3 separate regions of the Hordeum vulgare genome follow, and regions 2 and 3 are each linked to region 1. A link is a contact called in public Hi-C data. All regions are on one chromosome and are shown on one strand. Each heading gives the region's core, a stretch centred on a gene start, on an enhancer-like site or on the middle of the called end of the contact. The rest is flanking DNA. Distances are from core to core; before and after follow the strand shown. Region 1 holds the start of LOC123446827 (5-amino-6-(5-phospho-D-ribitylamino)uracil phosphatase, chloroplastic-like). Region 2 holds the start of LOC123446835 (probable leucine-rich repeat receptor-like protein kinase At1g35710). Region 3 holds the start of LOC123446833 (probable leucine-rich repeat receptor-like protein kinase At1g35710).

Region 1 (4,523 bases), core at 1,433-3,932:
CCGGAGTTGCCGGGTCATAACACATAGTAGGTGACTACAACTTGCAAGATAGGATCAAGAACACACATATATTGACGAGAACATAATAGGTTCATATATGAAATCATGGCACTTGGGCCCTAGTGACAAGCATTAAGCATGGCAAAGTAGTAGCAACATCAATCTCAGAACATAGTGGATACTAGGGATCAATCCCCGTTAAAACTAACTCGATTACATGATAGATCTCATCCAACCCATCACCGTCCAGCAAGCCTACGATGAGATTACTCACGAACGGTGAAGAGCATCATGGAATTCGCGATGAAGGAAGGTTGGTGATGATGATGGCGACAATTTCCCCTCTCTAGAGCCCAGAACGGACTCCAGATCTGCCCTCTAGAAGAAGAACAGGAGGTGGCGGCGCCTCCGTATCGTAAAACGTGATGAACTCTTCTCCTTGATTTTTTTTCCGGACGAAAGGGACTAAATATACCTGAGATTGGAGGCGGTGGAGTTTTGTGGGGCCCACAAGCCTGCCAGGCGCGGCCAGGGGGGCCCACGCTAGGTGGGCTTGTATGCTCCACGCTCCACTTTCTCCGTTGATTCTTGCGCCAGTATTTTTGATATATTCCACAAAAATTCTCCGTAAATTCTGCAAGGTCGGTTCTCGTCAATATATGTTATTTCTGCGCAAAAACAACACCATGGCAATTCTGCTGAAAACAGCGTTAGTCCGGGTTGGTTCCATTCAAATCATGCAAATTAGAGTCCAAAACAAGGGCAAAAGAGTTCGGAAAAGTAGATACGACGGAGACGTACCAGCGACGGCTTCGGGTCAGATGGGGATTCGAGCTAGGGTGGTTCTTGGTCCATGCTGAGAGGTGGGGTGGCTCCGCGGGGTTGAGGTAGAGCGGATGGTGGCGCGGGAGGAGCGAGTGGGGCTCTATTTTGGTGGAATTTGACCGGGGTGCTGTGGCGGCCGAAACCACCGGATGTGCTAAAGATGATCTCCCCCGGTCGATTGCTTGCTATGGGAGCTCGAGAGGGATGGCAGGGGGTCGTCTGATGGTTTGTTTGAGCCTGGGGGGTCCCTTAAATAGGCGGCAAGGTCGGTTCAACGACGGCCGTGGATAAGAATGGCGTCTGCCCGCCACTGTTGGCTGCAGACGACGTGGCGATGGCCGGCGATGTCAGGGTGCTAGCGGACGAGCCCCCTTGTGCTCATGTTGGCGAGCTAGCAAGTTGCGGCCACTTAGGTGGTGCTGCCATGGCAGAAGGCAGAAGTTGTCGTCGGCTAGCCGCCAAGGTGGCTGCTGCGGCGGCCGTGAGCGACGCCGGGGTTGTCGGAGTGTCTCTGCGGCCTAGGAGGGGTCGGAGCGTGTTTCTTCGAGCGAGCAAGGGTCGGGTTGCTGTAGGTGGGACGCGACGACACGGCTGCGGGTGCGTGCAATATGTGCGCTCTGCTCGCGCTCTATGCACACACGACACCTGCTCGACAGAATGCCAGAGTGTCTTAGAGGGCTTGGGTGCAAATGAAACTTACCAGATCCATTGATGAGAGTGGTGTAGGGCTAGTGGACATGTTGGCTTGGTTATTAGGGCAACTTCACAGTACATACTAAAAAGCATGCCAATTCTGGTCAGGGATATAAGGTGTTCGACTGATTGCCATGGGCTTCTATATGGTCTTGCTCCCAACCAAAATTGGAAGCTAATGATGATGGCATGGTTGGTTTTGGCAAAACAAAAACTTCCTAGTGCAAGTTTTGTAAAAGTTCAGTTCCTGACAGAATTAAAATGGTGTTATAACATGGTCTCAAAAAATGCCTCTACATGTGTTTGGTGCAGAAAATAATAGGGATGCAGTGCAAACTGGCAAACTGGTCCAGAACAGAAAAGAGGATGTGGTGCTCAACATTTTAAAAAGACCAAAGTGGATTTTTGCATAAAAGTGATTTGTATGCACCCCTTGACATCTCCCATTTTTTTGAGTTTTTGAAAGAGTATATCCAGGGGTTGTAGTTCAAAACACCAAATTGGACCGAATAGAAAAGAAGATAATGTACTCGATTTTTCCAAAATACTTGGCTAGGTTTTTTTTCCATAAGATTGATCGAGGAACATCATAGGTCATCAACAAATTTTTGTGAAATTTTTAAATGAAGTTACCAAATGGTTACAGTTCAAATTAGGCCCTTAAAGAAATCAAAAGACATTTTTGAATAAATGCAACTTGGCAAAAATATTTATAAAAAGGCTTTCACTGAACTTGCCAAATGAAAGAAGAAATACTAAGGCCAGCATTCAAGTCATAACATATTTTTCAAAAACTCCTACCGGGAGGAGAAATCTTTATAATTCAGAGAAAAGCAATGGATCTGAAATCCATAGAAAAGCCCCAAAACAAAAATTTAAAAATGTCATGGCCAAATTTTAAAATAAATAAAACCATGATTAAAATTTTAGGGTGTTACGTAATATTCCTTTACGGCTACTCTTTCTGTAGTTGAGCATCGCAAAACAACTTGGATGTGTGTTGGCTTCGCTTAGTAGATAGCTTGGATTTTTGTAAAAGGACTTGCCATCAAAATCGTTTGTAGATGCCGACCCGCTTCGACGGGTGGAAGAGAAGGAAAAAAAAAAAGTAGGAAGCCGCCGGGTAATTCCATGGCCGCGGGAGGGCCGCACGTTTGGGCGACGTGTCGCGCGTGGGCCGGGGACTCGTCTCTCCTTCCTCCTCCACCACCACCACCACCACCACCACCACCACGGGACCGGACACCAGAGACCAATAGAAAAATCCTTCCTTTCCTTCTACCAATCAATCGATCGCGTGGCGGAGAAGAAGAGACCAAGGAAGGAACGAACCACAAGCTATCTCCGGTCGCCTGCTTCCTTCCCCAATCCACCCACCGCCTCCCTCGCCGCCGGGAACCCACGGTACGGTCCCTTATCCTCTCCCCTCCGCTCCGCCCAGCTCCCCTCGGAGAGGACCCGACCCAACCCAACCGAATCGAATCCAGCGGAGCGGTGGCCACCTATATCTATAGATAGAAAGATCGGCGCAACAATCCCCAAATCGAATCCATCCGCGTTTGCTTTGGTTTCTTTCTGTCTTTCTTTGTTTATCTGCTGCCTGCCTCCCCGTTGATTGAGAGAATTATTATTAGGTGCTGGCTGCTCCCGTGGCTGCTCTGTTTCCTTCGATTCCTGCCATGGATTTTCTCTTCTTCTTCTTCTCTCTGCGGCGGATTGGGTTCTGACCGGGTTTCGTTCCTGCTTCTTCCTCTTCTTGCAGAGCGGAATCGGAATCGGAATCAGCAGCGACACGGCGGAGGGGTTGGGGCGGAGGAAGGATTTGCCCGGCGGCTCAGGGATCTCGTCGTTTGGCTCTCCCTCCTCCTTCTTGATTGATCGACCGGTAGGTGGGCGATTCGGGCGGATCCAGCGGCAGCCATGATGATGGTGGACACGGTCAGCGCCAGCACCTCCTTCATCGCCCACCACCCCTTCGACCACCACCGGCCGAAGGGGATCCACGCGCGCAGGACGCTCCATGTCGTCAGCTGCCGCCACCTGGGCACTGCCTTCGCCGGCCGCCGCCTCGTGGCACGGGTGGTGCCCACGAGGCAGCCCGCGAGGCGGCTTGCCGACTGGCCGGCCAGGGCCCTGGCCGCGGTCGGGTTCACCAAGGAGGCCGTCCCGCGGAAGGAGTTCCGGGGGATCCCGGGAGAGGGCGACACCGGCGGCCTGGGGACCGATGATGCTCCCCCAGCGGCAACGCCGTCGTGGCCGCCACGGAACAGGGCCGACGACCCCAGCCTGCACAACCCCCTGATGCGTCTCGAGCGCATGGGCTGTGGTTGGGTCGGCGTCATCTTCGAGTGGGAGGGCGTGGTTGTGGAGGACGACACGCGGCTGGAGCGGCAGGCGTGGCTGACCCTGGCCGAGGAGGAGGGCAAGTCGCCGCCGCCAGCATTCGTCCTTCGGCGGGTCGAGGGGATGAAAGCCGAGCATGCCGTCTCCGAGGTTCTCTGCTGGTCCCGGGACCCCTCGGAGCTCCGCCGCCTGGCGGCACGCAAGGAGGAGATCCACGGCGGGCTCCGCGGCGCGGCCAGCCAGATGCGGGACGGGTCGAGGGAGTTCATGAGCACGCTCGTCAACTACAAGATCCCCCTCGCCGTCGCCTCCACGCGGCCCCGCAAGGCCGTCGAGGCGGCCATCGAGGCCGTCGGCGCCCGGGGCTTCTTCGACGCCGTCGTGGCCGCCGAGGACGTGTACCGGGGCAAGCCCGACCCCGAGCTGTTCCTCTATGCCGCGCAGCTGCTTGGCTTCATCCCCGAGCGCTGCGTCGTGTTTGGCAACTCCAACTCGGCCGTGGAGGCCGCGCACGACGCCCGCATGAAGTGCGTGGCCGTCGCGAGCAAGCACCCCGCCTACGAGCTCAGCGCCGCCGACCTCGTGGTGAAGCGGCTCGACGAGCTATCCGTTGTTGATCTCAAGAACCTCGCCGACATCGACTCCCCCGAGTTTGGCATGGA
Region 2 (4,523 bases), core at 1,217-3,716, 320 kb before region 1:
TGTCTGTGGAAATGCGTGGTTTCCTGATGTGGATTCTTTCGAGATTCTTGTTTGTTTGCTCGTTATCTTTGGTCAAGAGTGTTTGTGATTCTTTGTTATATCTTTGGTCAATCTGGTGATTTTCCTTGGGCGGTTGCAGTTAAGCTGTGATATATAACACTATGTTGCTACCTTCGGGTAAACAGACTGCTGATGACCTTGCATGATGCAACTAGAAATGTCATGACTCATGTTGCAATCTTGCTCTTGGATTTGTACATCACAGCCAATGCAATGATATCCATTTCCTTCTTTCTTTCTTTCTTCGCCATGAACTGAATCTTGCTTGATGAGATGCGACCCGTGACCCGCCAACCTTTGTTCTCGTTGCAGATAACTTGTGTCACTGTCTCACTTCTTGTTCCATAAACTCATTGCAGTCCACACACAACATGAGAAAGATGAACCACAACAATCAAGTCAAACGCCCAATCAAATTAGATTGAACTCGGCGCATATTGATCTTAATGAACAGGGCAGATATGGCCTTGTAGGTGACTTCACCCTTTAGTGAGAACCTTGAACCAACAAAATTTCAAAACAGTCGCCTCTAATGCAGAGATGACCTAAAAGTGAATATACAGTAGCTGAATGAAAAACAACCTTATTCGTAATTTCGGGCCATCCAGCCAATTCCTTCCTCCAGTGACGAATCCAGAAATAAAACAGAGGGTGTACACACTTAAAGAAAAAAAAAGGTCTCTTTCAATTGGCTTGGGGTGGCCTTGAAAACTAACTGTTATTACATGGTGAAAATTGTTTCCCAAAATTCCGGGTCTGCCGGGGCACACCAGGCACAACCGCTAGGTATGCCACTGCCTTAGTCCATCTATTCAGCGCGGGAGAGCAAGCTCCGTCCACCCCAAGCCTTGCAGCAGACAGGCGGCGGTTCGACTGCGTCAGCATCTGCAACAAGCACGTCGACCGACAAGAACACGAACTATGCCATGCTAGCAGAAACTTGATAAGTTTCATAACATGTCGTAATGGATAAAAATGGATGTATCTAAAAATAAAATACATCTGCATACATTTATTTTTATGATAAATATTTTCAGACGTTGGGAGTTAGTTAATTAATGAAGCAGTCACAAACGGCAAAGTCGGCGCTAAATTATGTGTCCAACAAACAAAATGAATCGTCAGAAATCCAATTAGCCACGACCATGGAGGAGACGTGGAGGCTGTGCGTCCACCAAACCCAACTACTAACCTCGTGAGTTTTGTTGCACACATATATATCTCTCTACTATTAAAGGGAGATCTGCCGTCGTCGTGATGGTTCGACCAACAGCGATCCCCCTCCTACCGTTAGCCTTTCCACCGACCAGCAGCAGTTCCATAAGCAATTGTGATGAGGTTCATTTTCTGAGCATTCTTCTTGAAATGTTTTGATCATGGGTCGAAGGTGGTATATTTTGGTGCGTTTTAATGGTGACCCATTTTCATTTCCACACCGCTCTGCATGGCCCATGATATTGGGCGTTGTGAAACAATTGTTTTTTGGCAATGCACCTATGTGGATGTTTCCCCCGCTCAAAAATAGGAATTATTATTGACCAAAATAAATATTACTATAAAATTGTGACCAATTTTCAGAACAAATCATTTTTCCTATATAATATTTTTTGTAATATTTAATTTTCTTTTCTTTATGATAGTACTAATTAATGTGGCAGCTGTCTTGTTCCAAAGATTACTTGAATCACCAAAACGGAGGCGTGGAGCCCAGCCCTTCACGTACGGCATACACCAGTCCGCGCGCGTATACCACGCAAGCATACGACGACGATCCACGCAGCGTCGGAGTCGGACGCACGGAGTGAGTGAGTCTCGTCTTCTTCCTCCCACGACTCCATGAAAGTGCTAGTCTCCGGCTGTCTCTCCCCTCAGGCCCCATGATGAGAGGCCCTCCCTATAAGAAGAGATCGACACTCCATGCATGGAGCTCCACCGGCACAAACCCGATAATAACCTACCTCCCCACCTACCATGGAGCTCCAGGGCATCGTACGACCTGTCTGGATCAGCGTTTATACCAGTCCAAAAAAATCTACTCTTGTAGTATATATATATGATTCTCAGGATCCAATTTACGTGGACACAGTGTGTTTTTGACACAGTGTGTTTTTGACACAGATACAATCAGCGAGTCAGAGTAATAATAGAATGTTTGACGTACATACGCATGGACGATACGAGAGCCCAATCCTTCACGGCATATACATACACCAATTTATTTGCGTATACCATTCCACGCATCGAATCTCGAACGTCGTCTTCATCTTGCGATGACTCCATGGAAGTGATAGTCTCGGGTCGTACGCGGAGCTGTCTCTCGCCTCCTGTCCCATGGTGAGATCGATCGAGGTACACCTATATATGGAGGTGCGCCCTACTATATAAGAGGACTCCGTGGAGTTTCATGGGCACCCACAAACCAAGAACCTACCTAGCTTCTAGCTAGCTACTCCTGTCATGCGACTAGCCATGGCGACCTCCCCTCACCTAAAGTTCATCTCTCTCACTCTCCTTCTGCTAGCGTCGTTTCCCCATGCCATGGCGCTGGCGGCACCACCACCATCCCTCCTGGAAGAACAGGCGAGAGCCCTCCTCGCCTGGAAAGCCACCATAGAGAGCCCCCCGGCCCAGCTGCGGTCCTGGGGAAACACCACAACACGGCCATGCGGCTGGTACGGCATCAGGTGTGGCGAGCATCAAGCAAGCATCACCGAGATCACTCTTCGGGGGCTGCGGCTGAGAGCCAGGCTGGAAGACCTCAACTTCACGGCGTTGCATACTCTCACGAGCATCCGACTACCCTACAATCAGATAAGAGGCCCCTTTCCACCCGCTTTAGCATCATCCTTGCCAAACCTGCGGCACCTGCTGCTCCAGGGGAATGAACTCTCCGGTGAATTACCGAGGCAAATAAAACAACTAGAGAGTCTCGTTGGATTGGACTTGTCAAACAACCACTTGTCTGGTCCTATACCCAACGAACTAGGTTACCTAAAGAAGCTCACCAGGTTAGATTTTTCCACCAACAACCTCACGGGTTCCGTTCCAACAAGCCTAGGGAATTGCACTAGGCTCACTATCTTGTACCTTGATGGTAATCAGTTATCCGGATACCTTCCTCGAGAACTAGGTTACATGGTGAAACTACATGAGTTAGCACTTAGCAACAACAATCTCATGGGTTCCATCCCCGATACCTTTGGGAGTTTGATTAACCTCACCGGATTGTACCTATGGGATAACCAACTATCTGGACATGTTCCTCGACAACTTGGTTCCTTGGTGAATCTGAAAGACTTGGAACTTTCCAAAAACAGACTCACGGGTTCTATCCCCCGTTCCTTTGGAAATTTGACAAAGCTCACTACATTGTATCTCTATGGTAATCAATTCTCTGGACATGCTCCTCGAGAACTAGGTTCCCTTGTGAATTTGCAAGTGTTGTCGCTTCACAACAACCAATTAACCGGTTCCATCCCCAACACCTTTGGAAATATGACCAATCTCACTACCTTGTACTTACATGATAACCAATTCTCCGGGCATATTCCACAAGAACTAGGTTCCCTTGTGAATTTGAAAGGCTTGGCACTTGAACGAAACAAACTCACGGGTTCCATCCCCAACACCTTCGGAAATTTGACCAAGCTCACTGCCTTGTACTTATATGATAACCAATTCTCTGGGCATATTCCTCAAGAACTAGGTTCCCTTGTGAATTTGAAAGGCTTGGCACTTGAACGAAACAAACTCACGGGTTCCATCCCCAACACCTTCGGAAATTTGACCAAGCTCACTACCTTGTACTTATATGATAACCAATTCTCTGGGCATATTCCTCAAGAACTAGGTTCCCTAGTAAATCTTGAATTGTTTGATCTTAGCAACAACACAATCTCGGGTTCCATCCCCAATACCGTTGGAAATTTGACCAAGCTCACTACCTTGTACCTCGATGACAATAAGTTCTTCGGACATGTACCACAAGAAATTGGCACCTTAATGAATCTCAAATATCTACAGCTTGATGGTAACAACCTCTCTGGTCCCTTGCCACCCGAATTGTGCGCTGGAGGCATGATAGAGAAGTTAACTGCATATGACAACAATCTCAACGGACCTCTACCATCAAGTTTGATAAACTGTAGTAGCCTAGTTAGAGTTCGTATTGAAAGGAACCAAATAGAAGGAGATATTTCTGAGATGGGGGTTTACCCAAATTTGGTCTACATAGATATGAGCTCAAATAATTTGTCTGGCCAGTTATCTTATCAATGGGGACGATGCCAAAACCTCACGATGCTACGCATCTCAAACAACAACCTTACGGGGAAAATACCCGCAAGTATGGGGCAGCTACCTCGACTAGGGATACTTGATCTTTCATCAAACAAGCTTGAAGGAGAGCTACCAAGTGCACTGGGCAATCTAAGAAATTTGTTCAACCTAAGCCTCGCGGATAA
Region 3 (4,523 bases), core at 880-3,379, 300 kb before region 1:
GCGAGTTTCGTTTTATTCACGGCGGTCAGATCTGGGAACCAAGGTAAACATCACTAGCTTTTCAGCCCGGCGGCGCCCAGATCCCTGCTCATTCCCTCTTCGTTTTCTTCAACAGAATAGAGAAAGTACCATCTATTTCCTCTAAAAAATGCATTTCTGCTTTTTTCCTATTTATTTCCCCTCATGTTGTGGGTTTCTATTCTGTCGTCCAAAATTGATGGAATTGTGAGCATTGGCATATGACAAGGTGAGAGATCCTGATCTTTCTTTTTTTCTTCTGAAGATGTGTTCCGTTCAGAATTTTTGCCATGACATTGGCATGTTGTGGGCTGTAAATAAAATTTCAGGAAACAAAGTAATCGTGTTTGCTTACTCACTTGGTTCATATAATAGCGATGACCTCTACACACAAAATAACTGGACTAAGGTTCTATTTATTTAACCCTTCATTGTTATTTCAGAGGATGTGGACGGGAAAGAATACCATTTAAATTTTCCCCAGGATTAATAGAACCAAGAATCAAGTACAATACTCATCTATATACTTGATATATACTGAATAATTGTTTTACACATCACCCATCATAGTATGGTTCAGTATATGATGTGCACAGTTACAGTTTACCAAGATGACGCTACTAAGGAGATTGTGAATGGTCAGTTAACTTATTTACTTCGACGAAGACATAGACCAATTTTACCATAGATTTTGACCAACAGTATTCAGTTTGCTTTAGCATCCATTTTGTGTATCCTTATTTTTTTCCTTTGCAGGTTAGTTAACTTATTTACTTCAACAAAGGCATATAGGACAAATTTTCTATAGATTTTGATCAACAATATTCTGTTTGATTTTGCATTAATTTTGTGTATTCTCAAATTGCATTGCAGTGTTCATGTATGAGAGAGTTTCCTCTATTATTCCTCCGGACAGTTGGTATCCCACATTTAAATACATATATCTCACATTTGCCATACACGCTCATGGATGTCTACAGAAAGGTGCAGAAAAGATGCAAACATGTCTTGATTTGCCATATATGCTCAGATGGAAAATACTTTGGCCATCTCTACTCTACATACCCATATAATCCAGTTAAGAAGTGTTATGACACATAAACGAAAATTATTAACAGTAAGGCAGTTATGTCACTATAAATATAGTTCAAAATAGCAAGCGTTGGCTACAATAAGGCAGTTATGTCACTATAAAATATCACCTAGGAGGCGCTTCAATTATCAAGCAGTATATCCAATTTTTCATTAGCATGCCTTGATTTACATCATGTTGGACATCATTAGGGTAATACAAGTGGTTTGTTAGACGGTTTATATATACTTTGTAAACCTAGAGAAATGTGATATCGAGTGAGACGTCAGAAGTTTATTTTGTATCCAATACCATCATCCAGTATTATTCAACTTAATAGTTTTGCATTTATTTCTTAACATCATGTGCTACAAAATTCCCGCGGCAACGCGCGGGGCATCATCTAGTAATAATAAATAGTAACATTCTTCAAGCACACAGATGACAGATTACGTGGTAGTACAACACAATCGTATACATTACTTGTAAATTAAACTCGATCGAGAAACATGCATGTCGGCATGTTGTTGTATATATATATATATATATATATATATATATATATATATATATATATATATATATATATATATATATTCCCTTTGCATGCTGCCGGAAGCACAACATCTGCTGTCCAAGTGTTGTAGCCTCGAGTCAGAGTCCAACCATATCACTCACAAGTAGTCCAATAAATCGGCAGTGTATTTTTCAGCAGGGAATCAACCAGCGACTTAATTTCTCGATTCTCCACTAACAGCGATAGGCCAATAAATCTACGCCGCAGCCCACAGACAAAAATTAATTCCAGGATCCATTTTTGCGTGGACACATTTTTTTGATACTTGAGCAGTTTAGTTGAGAGAGAGTAACAGAATTCCAGCCATAGACGCCATAGACCAGTCAGCGTACGTACAGCATTCTTGTTGCCGTCTTGTTGGAACGACTGGGTGCTACCGTGCTAGTCTCTCTCACCTAAGCATGATCGATGAGAGGTGCACCTACATAAGATCAACACTCCCACGGATCAGTTCAGTTTAACAGCTGGCACAGAACCAATAACCTAGCTAGCTACTCCAGCCGCCATGGACATGGAGACCTCCCCTCACCTAAAGCTTGTCTGGCTCGCCCTCCTCCTCCTAGCCTCGTCTCCCGGTCCCGGGGCCATGGCGGCACCACCCCCACGCCTCCTAGAAGAACAGGCAGGAGCCCTCCTCGCCTGGAAAGCCACCATAGAGAGCCCCCCGGCCCAGCTGCGGTCCTGGGGAAACACCACAACACGGCCATGCGGCTGGTATGGCATCAGGTGTGGCGAGCATCAAGCAAGCATCACCGAGATCACTCTAAGGGGGTTGCGACTGAGATCGGAGCTGGACGCCCTCAACTTCACGGTGTTGCATACTCTCACGAGCATCCGACTACCCTACAATCAGATAAGGGGCCCCTTTCCACCCGCTTTAGCATCATCCTTGCCAAACCTGCGGCACCTGCTGCTCCAGGGGAATGAACTCTCCGGTGAAATACCCACGCAAATAAAACAACTAGAGAGTCTCGTTGGATTGGACTTGTCAAACAACCACTTGTCTGGTCCTATACCCACTGAACTAGGTTACCTAAAGAAGCTCACCAGGTTAGATTTTTCCACCAACAACCTCACGGGTTCCGTTCCAACAAGCCTAGGGAATTGCACTAGGCTCACTATCTTGTACCTTGATGGTAATCAGTTATCCGGATACCTTCCTCGAGAACTAGGTTACATGGTGAAACTACATGAGTTAGCACTTAGCAACAACAATCTCATGGGTTCCATCCCCGATACCTTTGGGAGTTTGATTAACCTCACCGGATTGTACCTATGGGATAACCAACTATCTGGACATGTTCCTCGACAACTTAGTTCCTTGGTGAATCTGAAAGACTTGGAACTTTCCAAAAACAGAATCACGGGTTCTATCCCACGTTCCTTTGGAAATTTCACAAAGCTCACTACATTGTATCTCCATGGTAATCAATTCTCTGGACATGCTCCTCGAGAACTAGGTTCCCTTGTGAATTTGCAAGTGTTGTCGCTTCACAACAACCAATTAACCGGTTCCATCCCCAACACCTTTGGAAATATGACCAATCTCACTACCTTGTACTTACATGATAACCAATTCTCCGGGCATATTCCACAAGAACTAGGTTCCCTAGTAAATCTAGAATTGTTTGCTCTTAGCAACAACACACTCACGGGATCCATCCCCAATACCTTTGTAAATTTGACCAATCTCACTACCTTGTACCTATATGATAACCAACTCTCTGGACTTGTTCCTCGAGAACTAGGTTCCTTGCTGAATTTCAAACACCTGTTGCTTCAAAACAACCAACTCACGGGCTCCATCCCCGATACCTTTGGAAATTTGAACAAGCTCACTACCTTGTACCTTCACCGTAACTTACTCTCCGGAGATGTTCCTCAAGAATTAGGTTCCCTAGTGAACCTAGAAGACTTGACACTTCACAGAAACAAACTATTGGGTTCCATCCCCAATACCTTTGGAAATTTGACCAGGCTCACTACCTTGTACCTATATGATAACCAACTTTCCGGGCATGTTCCCCGAGAACTAGGGTCCTTGGTGAATCTAGAAGATTTGGAACTTCACAAAAACAAACTCTTGGGTTCCATCCCCGATGCCTTGGGAAACTTGACCAAGCTCACTACCTTGAACCTAGGGCAAAACCAACTTTCAGGGGGCATTCCTCGAGAACTCGGTTACTTGGTGAATCTAGAAGACCTGGAACTTGACAAAAACAAACTCAAGGGTTCCATCCCCAATACCTTTGGAAATATGACCAAGCTCAATACCTTATACCTTGATGATAATCAATTCTCCGGACATGTTCCACAAGAAATTGGTACCTTAATGGATCTCCAATATGTACAACTTGATAGTAACAATCTCTCTGGTCAATTGCCACCTAACTTGTGTGTTGGCGGCATGCTCAAGACATTAACCGCATTTGACAACAATCTCAATGGCCCTTTGCCATCAAGTTTGGTAAACTGCAGAAGCCTTGTCCGTGTTCGTCTTGAAAGGAACCAAATAGAAGGAGATATTTCTGAGATGGGGGTCTATCCAAACCTTGTCTACATAGATATGAGCTCAAACAATTTATTTGGTCAGTTATCTTATCACTGGGGGGGTTGCCATAATCTTCAGATGCTAAGAATCTCAAACAACAACCTTACAGGGGAAATACCCACAAGTATGGGGCAACTATCTCAACTAGGGTTACTTGACCTTTCATCAAACAAGCTTGAAGGAGTGCTCCCAAGTGCACTAGGCAATCTAAAAAAATTGTTCAACTTGAGCCTCGCGGACAATTTTTTCCACGGAAGCATTCCACAAGAAATCGGAGCACTATCAAGTCTGGAGTTACTGGATTT

The links. Hi-C and Micro-C count contacts between places; a contact is called where the count stands out from the background.
Region 2: a Hi-C map of leaf shows a contact between it and region 1, with 7 times the contacts expected there. The contact joins the promoter of LOC123446835 here to the promoter of LOC123446827 in region 1. A contact is called at or near these places in 1 of 6 Hi-C or Micro-C datasets (leaf) and 1 of 1 datasets of contacts at active chromatin or transcription factors (embryo).
Region 3: a contact with region 1 is called in a Hi-C map of leaf, with 5 times the contacts expected there. The contact joins the promoter of LOC123446833 here to the promoter of LOC123446827 in region 1. A contact is called at or near these places in 3 of 6 Hi-C or Micro-C datasets (leaf and seedling).

Annotation. Positions count from the first base shown.
Region 1 is chr4H:1,676,872-1,681,394 of MorexV3_pseudomolecules_assembly, reverse strand. It overlaps LOC123446827 (5-amino-6-(5-phospho-D-ribitylamino)uracil phosphatase, chloroplastic-like), which reads left to right and starts at 2,682. Exons shown (of 2, transcript XM_045123369.1): 1 at 2,682-2,922; 2 at 3,281-4,523. The coding sequence starts at 3,439.
Region 2 is chr4H:2,001,455-2,005,977 of MorexV3_pseudomolecules_assembly, reverse strand. LOC123446835 (probable leucine-rich repeat receptor-like protein kinase At1g35710) reads left to right here and starts at 2,466. Exons shown (of 2, transcript XM_045123374.1): 1 at 2,466-4,523. The coding sequence starts at 2,518.
Region 3 is chr4H:1,974,845-1,979,367 of MorexV3_pseudomolecules_assembly, reverse strand. It overlaps LOC123446833 (probable leucine-rich repeat receptor-like protein kinase At1g35710), which reads left to right and starts at 2,129. Exons shown (of 2, transcript XM_045123373.1): 1 at 2,129-4,523. The coding sequence starts at 2,173.